Regions from separate parts of the Ovis aries genome. Here region 2 is linked to region 1. The links are chromatin contacts, called in public Hi-C maps. All regions are on one chromosome and are shown on one strand. The core of a region is the stretch at or near the end of the contact, and the rest is flanking DNA. Distances in the headings are between cores, read along the strand shown.

Evidence for each region. A called contact is a pair of places that touch in the nucleus more often than the background predicts.
Region 2: a contact with region 1 is called in a Hi-C map of omental adipose tissue, with 2.7 times the contacts expected there. The contact joins the promoter of LOC101105114 here to the enhancer-like site in region 1. A contact is called at or near these places in 4 of 16 Hi-C or Micro-C datasets (liver, mixed tissues, omental adipose tissue and 1 more).

The regions. Positions count from the first base shown.
Region 1 is chr1:21,291,745-21,296,084 of ARS-UI_Ramb_v3.0, reverse strand. No RefSeq gene overlaps it. Among named protein-coding and RNA genes, the nearest start is that of EFCAB14, 29 kb to the right of the region's middle. Within about 2 kb of position 1,989, at least 4 of the 54 cell types and tissues checked have an H3K27ac peak or open chromatin away from gene starts, as enhancers often do. A contact at or near this core is called in liver, where this site is marked.
Region 2 is chr1:21,335,900-21,340,239 of ARS-UI_Ramb_v3.0, reverse strand. It overlaps LOC101105114 (cytochrome P450 4B1), which reads right to left and starts at 2,180. Exons shown (of 12, transcript XM_004001941.5): 1 at 1,969-2,180. The coding sequence starts at 2,148.

The sequences.
Region 1 (4,340 bases), core at 740-3,239:
TGGCGCGTGTGGACCCAAGCAGCACAGAGAGAGGATGGTGCTACCAGGATGCAGCATGGTGGCAGCCAGACCTCCTAGGGCTGGAGTCCTCTCAAGGGCTTCCTCATTCGAACGTGACAAACCTAGCACTCGCATTTGTCACCTGGGGCCCCAGTTAAGGCTGTTGGCCAGAACACCTGCACATGGCCTCTTCGTGTGGCCTGGGCTTCCTCACAGCGTGGCAGCTGGGTTCCAAAAGCAAGTAGGAAAGAGAGCCTGATAGAAGCTCTATCATCTGGTACACTCTAGCCTCAGGAATCAAATAGCATCACCTTTGCCTCTTTCCAGCTTTTTGGTTTTTGCTTTTGCTTTTTTGGCCATGCTGCATGGCATGTGGGATCTTAGCTCCCAACCAGGGATCGAACCCATGTCCCCTGCGGTGGAAGCGTGGAGTCCTAACCACTGGACTGCCAGATAAGTCCCTTGCCTCTTTTTGTTTATGAGAAATAAATCACTGAAGCCAGTCCATCATCAAGGGGAAGGAATTAGACTGCACTTTTCTGATAGGAAGAATTTGTAGACAAGTTTAAGATCACTACAACAACCAGGGAATCACCAAGAGAAACAGAAGCTTCTGAAAATATTGTGCGGGTCATGCTAGTTTTCCACCACGTGTGGAGATGCATCTCAGATGTTTCTATTTGAGTATCAAGGGTAGTGTCACTGCACAGGCTGGAGGACTTTGGGAAACCCAGGGCAATGCTGCTAGTTGCCTGACACCCCCACCCTCAGAAGATAGTAAGCTCACTACTCTCTGCCCTGGGCTTTGAACTACACTGGTGTACACCTGGTACAACTGAAATCATTCGGGGCTTGTTTCCATACCATGCACCTGTTTGTTTAAAATTTGGCAAATGTGTAAAATTTGTGGTGTTCACTGCAATCACTGCTACAAGAGAGTACAGCAATTTGCGGACTCGGGAATGAATATCTGGAATTGACTTCGGGACTGACCAGGACTGTGCTGGACACACACAGAGATGGGTGATGGTTCTTTCCATGATCAAAACTCGACTAAAGCAGACAGTTAAAATCAGCATAGATGGATTGAACCCTGAGCCCCTCCACAGCATGGTTAGTGTCTGAAAGTGAAAGTGAAAAGCAAATCAGACCATAAGTATCACAAACATGTCTGTGAGAAGGAGAGGACAAGGGCAGAAAGTATGAACCAGGTTCTGCTAAAAGGCAGCAGGCTGGCTCAGATAGCTCTGAGGACCTTCCCTCAGGGGAGACCCTGGGGTTTCTGACACTAAATCATTCATCCCATCCCTGAAAAGAGGGCCAAAGAGAAGAAGCTACTTCTGCTGAATCAGCATTTGCCCTTTCACCGAGAAGATGGAAGCCCTAGAACATCAAAGTATGGCTCACCCGCTCTACCTTCACTCCTTACTGTCTCCAACCACACCTGCTCCTTCTCCCTCTCTCCTGACAAATGACAACAAGGGGTGAGTAATGCCAGGAGGCAACAGGGGGTGTCAGCTGCTGCACAGAGATTTACTAGGCTCTTGGCAGACTTTTGGAGAAGGAAGTGGTGGGGAGAGAAGGAAGGAGGGTATGTGTCTCAAAGCTTATGCTCTAAAGTAGGGTATACCTCTGGGCCTGGTGGGATGTGGTGGAGAATGCTCCCTCATTGTGGAAGGGTGTCCAGAGGAAGGGGGAGCCTGACCAGCAGGGATGCTGAAGCCAGTTCTTCCTTCATACCACTTTGCACAACTTTAGAGGTGATCAGAGGAGCAGTAGCCTGAAGCCACAGGCCTGAGCAGGGAAGCCATCTGAGGCTGAGTTCATGCATTCAACAGATATCCAGTAAGCTACTACTATCCTGAGCTACTAATACTAGTGCTTATGGCTGGAGACACAGAGCTATCTCAGACATGGAGGAACTCCCAGAGGAGGGGGAGAGAAAAGTACAGAACAAATCAGGGCAGTCAAGTGTTTCCTGTTGCTGGAACCATGGTGAGGAATTTGTTACAGCTGGGGTAGAAGGGAAGGTCATGGAAGCAGTCCCAGAAGAGGGGTCATTAGAACTGCATCTGGAAAGATAAACAAGCATTCCCTAGCAGAGAAAGTGACATGGATAGCCAAGACCAAAGAGGCAAGGCACAGTCAGCCAGCTGTCAGATAATTCCAGGGGCACATGGCTTGAGGATGGTTCAGACTGAGAGGAGAGGCTGGAGAGGCAGGCCGGGCCCAGAGCATGCCCAGCCTTGCAGGCCAGGCTGAGGACCTGGGGCTTGACTCTAGAGGCCATGGGGAGGACTGAAGGCCATAAAGGAAACTGAAGCATTAGTCACTCTGGCTAACGTGGAGATTAATGTGGGGAGGTGGAAAGACTTGGAGGGAGGAGAGCGGTGAGGAGGGCTGACAAGAGAGGGAGGAGACTTATAGTAGGGCAAAGGCCACTGAGGATCACCTGGATGTAAGACTAGCAGCAGAGGTCAGCAGTCCAGTCCTGTCCATTCCTAGCCCCAAGCTTCTGTTTCCTGTCCCAGCTTTGGATGGAAAATAAGTATTGGAGATAGATTCAGAAAGAAAAGAGCAGGCCTTCCCTGGTGACAACAGTAGATAAGAATCCACCTGTCAATGCAAGGTGCATAAGTTCAATCGCTGGTCCGGGAATATTCCACATGCCGCTGAGAAACTAAGCCCATGTGCCTCAACTACTGAGCCTGCCCTCTAGAGCCTGTGTGCGGCAGCTACTGAGCCTGTGCTCCCCAAGAGAATACACCACAATAAGAAGCCATGCCTGCAACGAAGAGTAGCCTCTGCTCACCACAACTAGAGAAAGCCTGTGCACGGCAACAAAGACCCAGCACAACCAAAAAAATTAAATTAATAAAAGAAAGAAAAAGACATTATGGAAGACTTTGGGCAGTGACAGAATTAGGAAAGGGAAGGCAGGGAGCAGAAATATCTCCTCCTCAAGCTGGAGATCTGCTCTCAGCCCTGTGTGGTGTTCACCCCAAGAAGTAGGATGGCTGGGACGAGTAGGGTGTCTGAGAGGGAGGAGGACCCTGTCTTGACTTCATTCAACAAGTCTGTTCAACAGGCATTTGTCCTGGGCTTGCTAACGGAGACACACCAACTTTTTGGAACCAGTACAGCTGGTTCACATGCCAGGTATACCACTCACTAGCTCCATGGCCGCAGGCAAGTGACTTCATTTCTGAGTCAGTTTCCCCATCCAGAAAATGAATATGGTCATCCCCTCTATGTGCAGCTGTTTTAAAGATTAGAAATAATATATATTATAATAATTGTGGCACATAGTAGGTGTTCGGTAAATGGCAGTCACTATTACTTGCCTAGAACTCTGCAGAGGCTCTGATCATGCAAAGTAGGGTGAACCCAGTCCTGGGCTTCAGAAAGTTCTGCTTCACTGCTTCCCTCTGCTGACCAAAGGAGGCATACTCTGCTAGGGAGAGAATCACAGGATGCTGACACCAGACAGAGCTCCCTGTCACTCCACCCAGAGGAGATTCCCCATACACCAAATGCTCTCTAGTGGGAGGACACCAGCCTCCCTCCAGATATGGATCCCTCCAGAGACAGCACATGTGAAGCAGCATACAGGCAGACAGACACTTAACAGCAGTTTGAAGTTGAATTCATAGCTCACCTCTCTGCACCTCTTGGCTGTAAAATGCAGGATGACCTCTACCACGTTTCACAGAATTGTGACTTTCAGGAGAATAGATTATACCTGGATGATCTCTGTGAACAGACATGCTCTGAGCTACCACACAAATGTTAATGATTAAGCATTTTCTGATGTCCCTTCCCCACCATGCTGGGTGCTAGGGACCCCAGGAAGATATAAGAAGTTGGCTCTGCCCTTGAAGAGTGCCAGTCTGGTGGGAGAGACAGCCATGTTTCAGGCAGGTGCTGATGGAGTGGGGACTATGCCTGCCTGGGAGAATCAAAGAAAGACCTGCTGTTATGTCAGCCTGTTCCTAGGACCCAGTTTTTCAGCCCTGAAATGACAGAGGGTAAAGCCAAGCTCAGGATAACCTACTCCAATCACTGCATCTCTTGGTATAATCCTTTCTGCTCTTCAATCCCCTCTCCCTCAAAGCCATGAAATGTGGTAGAAGGTCAACAGAGTCAGCCAGACAAAGCCACAGCTGTCTCTGAGTATAAACCCACCTTGTATTCAGGTCACTTGGTAATACTTTCTCACTGGAATTCCTGGACCAACTCCCGAGGGAGTTGCTTTTATCTTTAAAGCTTTATTTTGACTCCACCTCACTAGTCTTGTTAAATCTCCACAGATGAGTTTCCACCAGACAAGTTTATCCAGG
Region 2 (4,340 bases), core at 931-3,430, 44 kb before region 1:
CATGAGAGGAAAGCGGTTGAAGGTTTCTCTAAATGCCTCTTTCCCACATTAGGCTCATACCTCAACCTTCCAATGAAGAGAACGTCCCTGTACTTAATACAGCCCCCCCAGATAAATCCTGGTCCCTCCACTTGTCTTCTCCATCATTGTCTCCTCTGTTGATACCCTGCCTCACTCTCCTATGCTCACCGTCTGTTCATCCAGTGATACCTACTCTGGGGAGGCTTGCGCTGTACCCTGAAGGGACAGGGAAGAATCAGACCAGATCTCCATGGTCAAGTGGGAATGATGAACAAACAAACAGAAGATGACAACCATACAGGACAAGCACTGAGACACCAAACCTGGGGCTGATGCAAAACACTGGTGAGGCACCCCAGCCCCTAGTAGCCTGGTGGCAGCGAAGGCTCTGGTGTCTGTTTTCTCCCTAGAGAGTAAGCTCTTTGAGAGCAGAGCCTGGGTCTGATTCATCTTCCAGAACTTTCTGTCCTTTTCTGGGTGTGTCTAGGATACAGGTATGTTGCTAGGCCATCCTAAAGTGAAAGTGAAGTCGCTCAGTCATGTCCAACTCTTTGCGAACCCATGGACTGTAGCCTATCAGGCTCCTCCGTCCATGGGATTTTCCGGGCAAGAGTGCTGGAGTGGATTGCCATTTCCTTCTCCAGGGGATCTTCCCGACCCAGGAATCGAACCCGGGTCTCCCACATTGCAGGCAGACACTTTACCATCTGAGCTACCAGGGAAGCCCAGGCCATCCTAAGACAGTTATTTGTAGAGACTTATTCTTGCCTGGGCTTCCCCACTGGTTCAGCAGTAAAGAAGCCGCCTGCCCATGCAGGAGACACAGGTTCGATCCCTGGGTTGGAAAGGTCCCCTGCAGGAGGGCATGTCAACCCACTCCAGTGTTCTTGCCTGCAAAATCCCATGGACAGAGGAGCCTGGCGGGCTACAGTCCATAGGGTCACAAAGAGTCAGACACAACTGAGTGACTAATCACATTCTTGATCCCACCCAGAGGTAAGGCTTATCCTGAGTGTCAATCATGAAGGAAAGGTAATTCCCTAGACTCCTGGGAAAAGTTTACTCAGGACATAGTAGAAATCTAAATTCCTCCCTCAAAACCTTACCCTTTGGCAGCTATACCTACTTTCCCAAGCCTGGCTGCAGATCAAAACACTTTGGGGATGTTTTTAAACTCAGACCCCCTAGCTCCAAAATGTTAGAGTCTTCAGGGCTCAGAGGCCAAGGAATCTGCTCCTCCCAGTTGATTCCAATGCAGCTGTCCTTTTCTATGTGTTCAGAAACCTCTACTCTAGATCCTCATGGAGGTAGGAACTAAGAGCTCTTCCTGACATTGAGTGCTAAGGGTCCCCACTACCCTGAGATAACTGGGAAAGATGAGTCAGAATCTGAACCCAGGAAGATGCCTAGCCCCTGACCCAGTTCATAGGCATGGCAGGGAGAACTCCACCTCTGGGAGCACCAATTTTTAAATGGTTCAACAGGTCTCTTAGGTGAGAGCACTTGTCCCTGCCTTCACTTCCGTTTTCTGCCCTAAAAAGGGAATTTTTTACAGTGGACAGAACAAGAGGATACTGGTTAAGTTCTAAATAAGATTGCCTAGTTGGATCAAACTATCCAGGAAATTTTTTTCCCCAGGTTATCCCTGAGTCCTTAGCAGAGCTCTGTCTGAACCTTGGGCCTCAGAATGATGGGGAGGAGTCTGTGGCCCTTCTGAGTCCCAGCTTTTAAATTCCACCCCCATTCCCCACCCTCACCTGAGGCAAGCTTGGAAAGTGAGAGTGAGGGGGAGACCCATTGGGAAAGATGAACGGGAATCACGGCTCACAGAACCCCATTTCTCTGCCCAAGCATAGGATCTCTTGCCATGGCCCCCAGCAGGTTAGGCCAGACTCCCAAAGGGAAAGGAGGCTGGTTTCTTTCTCTATCCTCTGCCCAGTCACTTACCTCAAGGGCATGCCCAAAAAGCCAGTGGGTGGGGGGCCCTGAGAATCTGTCCATAGCTCTGGCTAGCATCTGCCTCCGCAGCAGCAGCCGAGTGAGCTTAAGGAAGACTAAGACTGAGACCAGTCCAAAAGCCCACAGGCTCAGGTGGGAGAGACTCAGGGAGAGCAAAACAGGCACCATGGCTGGAGTCGCAGTCGCCCAGGTTTCTGTCTGCCTCCTACTACCCTCAAGTTCCCTTATACTATGAGCCCAGGCACCCTGCCAGCTCCCACTCCAGCCACGCCCTGCAGTCAACAACAGCCCAGGCTGGGCTGAGCTCCATGGGCAGAGACAACAGTCCCCAAATGCACAAACAGAGGAGACAGCCTGGTTGATTTCTACCAAAACTCAAATGAAGAAAACTAGATAGTGGGCTTCAAAGAAACGAGGCAATGTGTTCCTTAGAGGAACAAACAGAAGGCAGTTCTTGGCATGATCACTGGCGTAATAATGACTACCTTTTCATGCAAGCTACCTTGGATGCTTCAGATACTTGTCACACACTATCTCATTTAACCCAAACAAGGTCAGAAAAGTTTGTACACACAAGTTTGTGTTATAATCTTGGGAGTGGAGTTGGCCTTTCTCTGACCTAGGCTCTCCCTTCTAGGGCTTGAACCTTGCTCCTGAAGATGACTCAAAAGAAAAAAAAAAAGGACTTAAAGAATCATGAGCCTGACATAAATGCAAGCTCTCCCAGCAGTCCGTGTCCAAAGGGAACAATGGAAGCTCTCTAGCAAGAAGGCACAAGCAAGCTAAGCCTCAGTTTCATTATCTGGAAAGTGAGTTTAAAAAGCAAGTACTGATGACCGTGTTTAAGTTAAATGAGATAGTGTGTAACATTCAAGGTAACTTGTGTGAAAAGGTGGTGATTATTACGCTGATGGCTACACAACTCATCACACACCCTGCTGTTCACACGGTGGCTGAAATCTGGCAACCATCCTCACTTCTAGCACCAGAGAGAGGTCACCACATTGCCAGAATCAGAGACTCGCCAGCATTCAATTCCTAGGCCCTGATCCTACCAGCTACCCCTTGCGCTACCTTGGCAGTGTGATTCTTGAAACCAAAACGTGCCGTCCTGGAGCTCTCATTGGCTATGCCCTCAAGGACCCAGTAGAAAATGTCAACTGCAAAGAAAAACTTAGAGATAACCTCCAATCCAGTAGTTACCTGGGTTAAAGAGATGGAGACATTGAGCCTCTGCCTTTATACAAATGCTTTTCAAAAGGTCTTCTCCTCCAGAAAGCCTTCCTCCACACACCCTTCCTCCATTTCAGAAACACAAACTAAAGACAGTCTTCTAACCATCTGCAACTCTTCTTGGGTTTGTTCACATTTTGCCTTGCAGCAATTGTCTTATCTAGAATGCTTGTCTTGGCCTCAAATCTCCCCATTCTGCTGTGTCAGAGACTGAGCTGGTCTTTTCTTTCGTTTGCATGGCTGAGCCAGAACAGACGAGATACAAGCATTCAGTGAAACCTGGGATCAGGTGGATGAGTGAAAGGATGGACACCCTGGAGGGTTCTGCAGGCCCTGGGTTTTACTGGAGTTAGGAGAATATTGGCAGCATGCACCCACTGCACTGCCCCACTTTTACCCATAGCTCAGTAAATCTTCAAGGGAGGCTTTGTATCCGGGTTCTCTCCTCTTCCCCAGCACCCAGCACAGTAGACACTTAAATAATTGTTTGTTGAATGAATTTTGAAGGGATTGGCTATTATAGTGGGAGATAAGGGGAAGAGAAAGTGAGAAAAGGTTGATTGACCAATGCAAAATATACTGGAACTGCCATATTGGTACCTCTCTGGACAGTGAATTTGGCCCCTCTTGTGGCTGGGTCCCAGGGATCACTGCCTAGTGAGGAGCCCAGAGCTCACGACTGTCCTCAGCCTAACGCTTACTATGCTTGCTTCAATTTCCTAGGGGTGTCAGACATATAGAATGAGTGGTAAGTGTGAATTCTTGATAGGAGTGAGGAGGGATCAGATGACATCCAAGCAAAGAAAAGTTGTGTCTAGAACAATAGTCCTCCATCCTGATTCACACTGGAATCACCTAGAGAGTTTCAGAAACATCTGATGTCCTGGATGCATCCCTACCTCTGAGCTCACCCGCATCTGTCTTCTGCTCACATGGCCTTCTTCGTGGGGTTGTGGTGAGGATCCTGAGAGCATGACAATGGTCTGTGCTCGTTGCTGGTTCTCTGCTACAGTCAGAGCCCGAAGTGAGTTGGGGGAGGCAGGGGGGATGGCTCCTCAACCTGGTATCTGGGACTCCCAGATCTGTGTGGTCAGCCCAGCTCCTTCCACTTGTGCTGTGTTTGCTCA